Regions from separate parts of the Mus musculus genome. Here all the other regions are linked to region 1. Evidence: chromatin contacts called from public ChIA-PET data. All regions are on one chromosome and are shown on one strand. The core of a region is the stretch at or near the end of the contact, and the rest is flanking DNA. Distances in the headings are between cores, read along the strand shown. Region 1 has its middle 8.8 kb from the start of Il22ra2. Region 2 has its middle 51 kb from the start of Tnfaip3. Region 3 has its middle 19 kb from the start of Gm51814.

What was found. ChIA-PET counts read pairs in DNA pulled down with a chosen protein or histone mark.
Region 2: a contact with region 1 is called in an RNA polymerase II ChIA-PET map of effector CD8 T cells, with 19 read pairs. The contact joins two enhancer-like sites. A contact is called at or near these places in 3 of 39 promoter capture datasets (embryonic stem cells, hippocampal neurons and pre-B cells) and 1 of 115 datasets of contacts at active chromatin or transcription factors (effector CD8 T cells).
Region 3: a contact with region 1 is called in an RNA polymerase II ChIA-PET map of effector CD8 T cells, with 11 read pairs. The contact joins two enhancer-like sites.

The regions. Positions count from the first base shown.
Region 1 is chr10:19,611,826-19,614,708 of GRCm38.p6, reverse strand. No RefSeq gene overlaps it. Among named protein-coding and RNA genes, the nearest start is that of Il22ra2, 8.8 kb to the left of the region's middle. Within about 2 kb of position 1,353, at least 127 of the 459 cell types and tissues checked have an H3K27ac peak or open chromatin away from gene starts, as enhancers often do. A contact at or near this core is called in effector CD8 T cells, where this site is marked.
Region 2 is chr10:18,963,038-18,965,920 of GRCm38.p6, reverse strand. No RefSeq gene overlaps it. Among named protein-coding and RNA genes, the nearest start is that of Tnfaip3, 51 kb to the left of the region's middle. Within about 2 kb of position 1,515, at least 68 of the 459 cell types and tissues checked have an H3K27ac peak or open chromatin away from gene starts, as enhancers often do. A contact at or near this core is called in effector CD8 T cells, where this site is marked.
Region 3 is chr10:19,042,566-19,045,448 of GRCm38.p6, reverse strand. No RefSeq gene overlaps it. Among named protein-coding and RNA genes, the nearest start is that of Gm51814, 19 kb to the left of the region's middle. Within about 2 kb of position 1,373, at least 133 of the 459 cell types and tissues checked have an H3K27ac peak or open chromatin away from gene starts, as enhancers often do. A contact at or near this core is called in effector CD8 T cells, where this site is marked.

The sequences.
Region 1 (2,883 bases), core at 104-2,603:
CTGTGGAGACACCTCTGGCTGTGTTCTCCCTCATGTCTACAATAAAAGCCTGCCCCTTAACCATACCTTGGCTCCATCATACTGAAAGTCCCTGCAGTTCCTGATGGTGTCACTTTGTTTGGGAAGTTGTATAATGTAGGAAGGTGGGGGTTGCTGGAGGAAGTGGGTCACTGGAGGTGGAACTTGAGGTTTTAAATTGCCCCTGACCCTTCTATTAACCTTCCTGCTTCCCAACTATCACTCAGTGTTTGCAGCTCTTCCCACTAAGCTTTCCGTGACGGGGATGTAACCTCTCAACCTGTAGGCCAAGCAAACACTCTCTCCCAAATCCGCTTCTGTCCAGGTACCCTGGTGGTTTGGGGCCAAGGTGTGATACTCAGAGATCATGCCACAGAATAGGCTGAAGGCAAGACATCTGCTGGGAGACAGAGGAGATTGAAAGGGTGTCTCAGAGTGGGGGCATGAACCAGCTAGTCAGACAGACAGACAGACAGACAGACAGACAGACAGACAGTCAGACAGTCAGTCAGATAGGCAGACAGACAGACAGGGAGACAGGCAGGGAGACAGGCAGACAGACAGACAGGAAGATAGGCAGACAGACAGACAGGGAGACAGGCAGGGAGACAGGCAGACAGACAGAAAGTCAGACAGTCAGTCAGACAGGCAGACAGACAGACAGACAGACAGACAGACAGACAGGGAGACAGACAGACAGGAAGATAGGCAGACAGACAGACAGGAAGATAGGCAGGCAGACAGACAGACAGGCAGACAGACAGGGAGACAGACAGGTAGACAGGGAGACAGACAGGGAGACAGACAGACAGACAGACAGACAGACAGACAAATAGGCAGACAGACAGATAGAAAACAGACAGGGAGATGGAGACAGAAACAGATACAGACAGAATGAATAAGCAAGATGCCCACAGAGATCTGGGGTGGCCAGCACACTTTAAAAGGTTCTCCTATTGCATGGTGGAAAGGCACAGCCCCTGACAGTGGTGAGTTACTTAAGTGGCTGTGGCTGAGTTGCCCAAAGTCAGGCTGGCAGAGCGCCTAATCTACAACACAAGTAATTCATGCTTGTCACTAAGTCGGTACTGAGAGTGGTGTTGTTATGAGGGTGTTGGTATGACTGTTATGGTCTTTAGAGCGTCTGTGAGAGGATTATGGAAGAGTTTGAGAATCCAGGCTGAAAACTCCCTTAGAAACTTGTAAACAGCTCAACAGCTGTGGTGGGAGTTTGGAAGACTAGGAGGAGAGACTGGAGGCTGTTGGGGGCTGGCTCATGAGGTTACAATGTGGCATAGAATCTGGCTTCCTCTTGCCCGTTTCCTGAGACCTTGAGACAGGCTGTTTTAAAGTAACAGACTCTGCTCAGTGAAGGAAATTTCAAGGCAAGATAGCAGCCGCTGTTTTGCCACTTTTATGCTGAGTTACCGTGAAAAGGAGCAAGGAGGGAGAGAGATGAAGTGCAGACTGAGTAGACAGGCGTATGGTTACAAGGCAAGGCTGGGTGAAGCAATGGCTTGGCTGTGCTCTGTACTGGAACCCCAGGGGAGCTGCCCTGAGGTAAGAGGACAGCACCCAGCAAAGGCTCTAACCTGTGAAAGCGCAAATACTCACTGGGGAAGCCAGTCAGAAACCATGAAAAGGCTTAGATGACTTGATGTGATAGTATTTCTGTTTAAACATGAAGCCATTCATAAACCTCAATATGAGAGAATATTCCATTTGTCAACACAAAACATAGAACAGCATGCTAAAAATAAACGTAGTAAGAAATACCCTGTGCTTAGGATGTCTAAAGCGAATAAGGGACATAAAAGACTTGTATTGAAGAGCATTTAACTATGGAAAATTAGTCATTATTAGTAAGCATTATAGTGATAGAATGCTGATTCAAATCCCCAAAGAACTTCAAATGGGGGAAGGGGTGGAATCTGGCAAAGAAAAAAAAGTCTGTAAGTCTATAGTTGACCTTAGAAAACAAACAAACAAACAAACAAACAAAGCCCCCCAAAACAGCTAGGGGCTAGAGAGATGGTTCAGTGGTTAAGAGCATTGACTGCTCTTCAGAGGTCCTAAGTTCAATTCCCAGCAGCCGCATGGTGGCTCACAATCATCTGTAATGGGATCTGATGCCCTTTTCTGGTATGTCTGAAAGATAGCCACAATGTACTTGTATACATAGATAATTAAAAAAAAAAACAAAACACAACAAAACAAAAAACAATTATTACAAAAAATCAGTAGAAAGATGCCTAGACTAGTGAAGCGCACTCCTCAGTAGCTGAGGGCTTTCCCACAGATGAACAGAGCCTGGGGCTCAGATCTAACGTCTTAAGCCACTGATGAGTTAGTCTATTGAGTAAACAACACTGGAACTGGAGCGTAGGGGCGACATTGGACGGCATGGGTGTGAACAGTCTATTTTTACTCTGGCCCATCCTGCTATTTTTCTGTTTCCTGGATGTCATGACGTGATTTTGGCATGTCCATTGGTCCTGATGTTTCTGTTTTACCACACACCTAAAAGCAACGGTGACTGCTGACCATGGTGTGAAACTTCCAAAGCCGTGAGCCCAAATACATCTCTTCTCCCATCAGTTGTTTCTCTCAGGCGTCTGTCACAATGCTGAGAGCTCTAATATACACTAGAAGAAAGCTTTAAAGATTAAAACTGTGATACACACACAGAACTGACTAATGAATGAACAGCCATTGTTCAGAGGGATGGCAATCCAACATGATAAATGTTCATGCCTTAGTAAACAGTATCAGAGTAGTTAGTCAGGAGTAAAATGCACTCAGTTGTGATTGCAAAAGGACATGTTCTGAATACTGGAAATAGCTCCTTGGTACAAGATTGCGTCT
Region 2 (2,883 bases), core at 266-2,765, 650 kb after region 1:
ATGCAGCCAAAACCATTTTTCAAGGAGACTAGAGGAGAAGTAGAAAGGCTATATATCTCCCTCAATCCAAAATTAAACCCAGCATGATACATGATCTCACAGGTCCTCTGGGACTGCACTGGGCAAGCAAGCAGAGCAAGGACTGCTGGACTGAGAGACAGCTCTTCTCAGCTCTACGCAAAGTCTGTCTTTGAAAACTGACCTTTCTCTGTGGGACTATTGGAATATAAAAGGACCACCCCCAACCCCGCCATGCTTCCAATCTTTGTATAGATTTTTACTTTTTAAACAAAAAAGAAAGAAAAAAAGAACTCATTATAGGTTTTATTTTTTGAGATTCTATTTCTGCAATTTGTACAACTAATGATCATGAAGTGGAGAGCCCTGGGGCTAACTGGCTCTAGGCTGAAACTTTTCAGCTTTTACAACTAAGCCAGCAGAGCACCCTAACCCATTGATCCCACCTCTGAGCACCTTTTTATACAAACTACCATATATGCAATTGGGAAAGCAGAGAGAAGCCTGAAGAAGAACAGTCCCCAGTCACTTTCCCCCTTTGGCCATGTTGGTGAACAGGTTTTTATTTATTTTTATTTATTTTTATTTTTGTCAATGCCACAGCTTGCTTTACACACCCAGGAAAACAACTTGATTACAAATTGAAACTTGGGGTAAATTAGGTCATTAAAAATCTGAGAACTTGTGCTATGCTGCAGGAGGGCTTTAAAGGACGTGATTGGGGTGGGGGTGGTGAACCTAAATATAAGAAACTTCCCAAAAAGGCCATCTCAAACCTAACTGAAGTTGTGCTATTTTTGAAAGTGGAAATCCCCGTTTTCGCCGCACAGTCCTGCGGTTGAGCAGTCTAAGAATTCAACCTCTCTGCTGGCCATAGTTCAAAGCCCATCCTTTGCAGAATGCCAAGGGCACTCCTCTTCCTTCCTGCCACCCACAGGGTCAGTCCTACATGCTATGGGTTAAACGTGACACCCTGTGTCCGTGGGCTGCCTCTGGTGGAAGATACATCTTATTTACAATGTGATTTCCCCACTGGTAGAAGTTTCTCTTTAAATCACTTCTCCTGGCCTCTCCTCCTCCTGCCCCAGGCAGGGTAAGGATGGAACCCAGGGTCCCAAGCTGAGTTCAGTTCCAAAAGCATTTCTTTGCAAGCCGTATTGCAATACCAACATTTCTCCATATGAAACTTCTTATATTTGCTTTGAAAGAAAAAAACACAGGTGTGTGTTTTACAAAACACAGTCCATGAACATCTCTAACTTTTAACATGCCCAAAGAGGAAATGTACCTATTTCTTTTCATACATTTTAAGTAGAGAAACAATAACAATCTGTTCATAGCTTAGTCTCTCTCAGAGTTCATGTCCATGTTCTTTTGGAATTGGGTTATATTTGTATACTAATCACCCTGACTGGGTCACTTGGATATTCCTGGTTTTCAGCAATAGTTGCTGCAGAAATCAGTTTCAGTACAGGCCCATTTACTCCTCAAGCTGCCTTCCTCTGTTCAGCCTGAGGTAAATGTGGACAGACACAGCAAAGCAAACAGACTCTGACACCTACCTTGTAGGCAGTTGCCAGACTTTTATTTCTTATATTGTCATATAGTTCCACTGCAAACTCCTAATGCCATCTGACACAATTACCCTTCTGTATCTGTGAGGTCTGCATCAGCAGATTCAACCAACAGAAGATGGAAAATATTCATAAAACCAAGCTGCATCTCTACTGAACACATTCGAATTCCCTAGACAGTTCTTGGCATTGTCTCAAAGCACTGCAGTAAAGTGGCTGTTTGTATCACATTTTTACTGTATCAGGATGTGTAAGCTGGACTGAGATGATTTAAAGTACACAGAAAGATGGACATAGGGAGCATGCAATTAAAATGCCATTTAATGCAGGCTCCTTGAGAACCCATAGACTTTAATGTTCACGGGTGGTTCTAGAATCAACACCTATGGCTGCCAAGGCATGACTGCAGCTCAAAGGCCCCTGAGTTAAGAGAACATTTAAAACCACAAGTTATAAAACCAAACGCAGAGGCCTCCCACGGTCTCTTTATGATCCACTGGTCATGATAACTGATTAGTTTGTAAAATTCTGTTTACATATCTTGTTAGATTGAATTCTTGATCTATTCAGCCTAGGATCAAGATATGAACCACAAATTACCACCCAGCACTGCAGTTAGGATCCTGCCATGTTCTAGAGTATCATGTCCCAGCTAGAGGGCCGAGTGATAGCCAGGTATAAAGGCAGAGAAAAAAATCCCAGAAGAACATTTCCTAAAATAGTCAGCCATAATCTTTATAAAATGGCTTAGGTCAGTAGTTTTATCTTCCTGTTAATGTCTCATGTGCATCCTGCTTTAGACCATGACATTTCAGCTATTAAATGGGAATCCTCTCCCTAAATTTATTTGTTTCCACAGCTTTATTTGCTATCATAAGCAGCCAGAGAAACACCCAGGGCAGATATCCTTAACCCCTTTCCACAGATTAAGAAGTGAGACACAATGGTGACAATCAACGGAGATGAGACAGATGGCTCGGTGGCTAAGAATGTTTGCTGCTCTTCCTGAGGCCTGAAGTTCGGTTCGAAGTACCCAGGGCAGAAAGTTCACAAGGGCCTATAACTCTAGTTCAAGGTGTCTGACATCTTCTGGTGTCCACAGTCATTCCCTCGTGTGCTCACACAGGCACACACACATATGTAAGCACAGTGACAATACTAAGTTCAGTACCTGTCATTCAAGTCTTCCAAAGGCCAACCAAAATTAAAGTGACAGAAAAGGACGATCAGAAGCCGTGACTATTCCCACTGCAGGAACTGGAGACATTAATAACGGCAAGTATCCTGACTT
Region 3 (2,883 bases), core at 124-2,623, 570 kb after region 1:
GATCATGCAACAAATAGAGTGCCTGGCACCTAGATAATACAATGTACTTACCTTCAACCCATATGTTTAAACCTTAAGAGGCAACAGAACGGTCAGGACCAGGAAGGAGTCTCTCTGAAAATGCCAAGAGTACTGCTCAGAGCAACAGAGGCCTAAGGTTAGAGTTGATACAAGCAACACTTCCCCAGGTGCTGCTTATCATGCTGAGTGCACAAAGTGAAAATAGTACCAGGCTTCACGCAAGTTGTATTTTTAGAAAGAAAATCACATAGAAAATGCTCGAACTTTTCAGATTCAAAATTCCCAAGTGGAAGGACTAGGGACTTTCTGAAGGGAATTGAACAGCTCGGCTTTATGATCCGACTTTATTTGATCAGCATGTAAAAAGCAAACAAACTCACCTGGTGATATAGTTAGGTAATATACCGAAATCACCTCTGTATGTTCGTAAATTCATGAGTGACATCAAGTAGTGACCTGCAGCACCTGTGGCTTCTGCTGCCTTTACCTCCACTTGCAGGGCAGGACTCCCCGGACTCCTCATAAAACACTGAACTGAGCGAATTCTGGACAAAGAGGGGGCAGGAATTTGAAAGGAGGAAAGAAAAGAGGGGGGGGGAGGGGAAGGAAGTAGAGGAAAAGAGGGATCCTGAGAGAGAAGGATTGGTGAAAAAAGAGAGAGTAAACTCTGTGGGCATCAGTATGGGGAAGCTGGGATTGTAAGTAGAGGGATTTGTGAAACTTTTAGGACTAAATTTGATATCAGGAGTTAAAATGAACCCATTTAGTATTTCCTAAACTTGCCTACTTATAAGAATAAAAATCTGCCTTGTCAGATGGTTTGCTCTGTTAAATGTTTGTTATACCAGCATGAGGACCTCAGTTGTAATCTGAAAACTGGTTGGTAGAGACAGGAGGTCTCTTGCTGCCTGACCTGTCTATCCAGTTGGTAAGCTCTGAGTTCAGTAAAAGACCTTATCGAGAGAGAGAGAGAGAGAGAGAGAGAGAGAGAGAGAGAGAGAGAGAGAGAGAGAGAGAGAGAGAGAGAGAGAGAGAGAGAGAGAGAGAGAGAGACAGAGCGAGAGAGACAGAGACAGAGACAGAGAGAGAGCGCATGCATTACAAGAGTTAGTTCAATTTTCTGATTTGAAAGAATTCTAACAATCTCTACTGTTCACAAACAGGCCTTGCTAATTTGTATCATCAAGGAGGCTGACCTAATTGATTCACTGTGTTCCAGTGTGTACTACTCAGCTTGTCTGATTGATGTCGTTCTCTCACAGTGATTTTCTCTTTAAGTCCTGTAGGGAGTGGCTCTTGGTGGTAAAATCCTGTTTCCCAATTGGTTCTTGATCTATCAATAAAGATGCCAGGGGCCAATTGCTGGGCAGAAGGAAAGAGGCGGGACTTCCATGTCCCCTGCAGTAGAAGCTAAAGATATGCAATGAGAGGAAGAGAGATTTTGCCATGCTTCAGAGGGAGAAAAGGCCATCAGCCATGTGAGATCTAGGGTGAAGTGGCCATTAGCTACTTCCCCAACTGGGCCTGGGGTAGGAACTAAAGCTGAGGGCAGATTTAGGGTGCTAAGAGTATTGGAAAAGGCAATCTAGCCATGGGAGATTAGAAGCACCCAGCAACTGAGCCAATAAGGCAGGTTGAAAAATAAGCGTGTGTGTGTGTGTGTGTGTGTTTCATCCGAGGATCCAAGAGAACCTGGGTGGGGCTGATAACACAGTCCACCCAGAGCTTAAAGCAGGGTAGCAAAAATTACATGCTACAAAGCCCTGTCCTGCACTTCTCTACATTTTCCCTCTTGGAGTCTCATTTACATAACATTATACATGTATGGTGGCAAAACCACTGAATTTTGTAGTCTGAATGCCTGCCAGAACACTAGTCCATGCCACCCTAGGTAGTCAAAATGCTTAAGCTTCTGTGAAAAGCTATGTCCATTGTCAGAACTGTTAGAACTTTGGAAAGAGAAAGTGATTTTATCAAGAAAACCTAAAAAGCAAAACCAAACAAAATCTTGAGTCACGGAATATGCCTGATGTCTGGAGTCAGAGAATATACCCAAGGAAATAAAAAATCTCACGTTCGCAGTCCTACAGACTCAGAAGATATATGCCTGCCTTGAAAGAGGTTGTTTTCCACGTGGAAGTTTTCATGTATTATGGGTGACATTCCTGTATGTTGGTGCCTGGCTGCATTAGTCAGATCTCACTCTAGTGACACCCCTGAGGCAATTAACTCACAAAGAGAAAAGTTGTCCTGGCTCACAGCTTTTGTGGCTTTGGCCACATTTAGTTCTCACTATTGCTTTGGGACTGTGGAAGTATCAAGTGGTGGCTGGAGTGTACAACCGAGCAAAACCACTCCCTTCACCATCCAGAAAGGAAAGGCAGAGAAAGGGGAGCACGGTCTATATCCTCAGTGATCTTATGGCTTCCTACTACGCGTCACATCACAGAGGCTCAGTGATCAATGGTGCTGCTCAGGGACTAAGCAGCTAACACTGGGTCTGTGGAAAAACACTGATGATCCTAACTAAAGCCCTGCGTGTGTAAATTCACTACTCCAGGTTACTACTTTCTTACTACGTGAAGAAATTTACACATTGTTTTATTTGTATGCTTTCCATAACTAGCCAAGTGCTTTGCCTGTACCACTGTGCTGTTGTTGAACTAGTAGTACGCATGGACTTATAAAAGACAGAACCTTAATCCTTACCTTTAAGGAAATTATAGTTAAGTGGAGTAATAGACATGTGACTAAATATATATCATGCTAAAATGTACATATGTTTAAAGATTCTCTAAGAACGTTGAGAAGCATATGATGAGTAGACAGAAAAGTTGTTTGTAGAGAGATGACATGTGTATG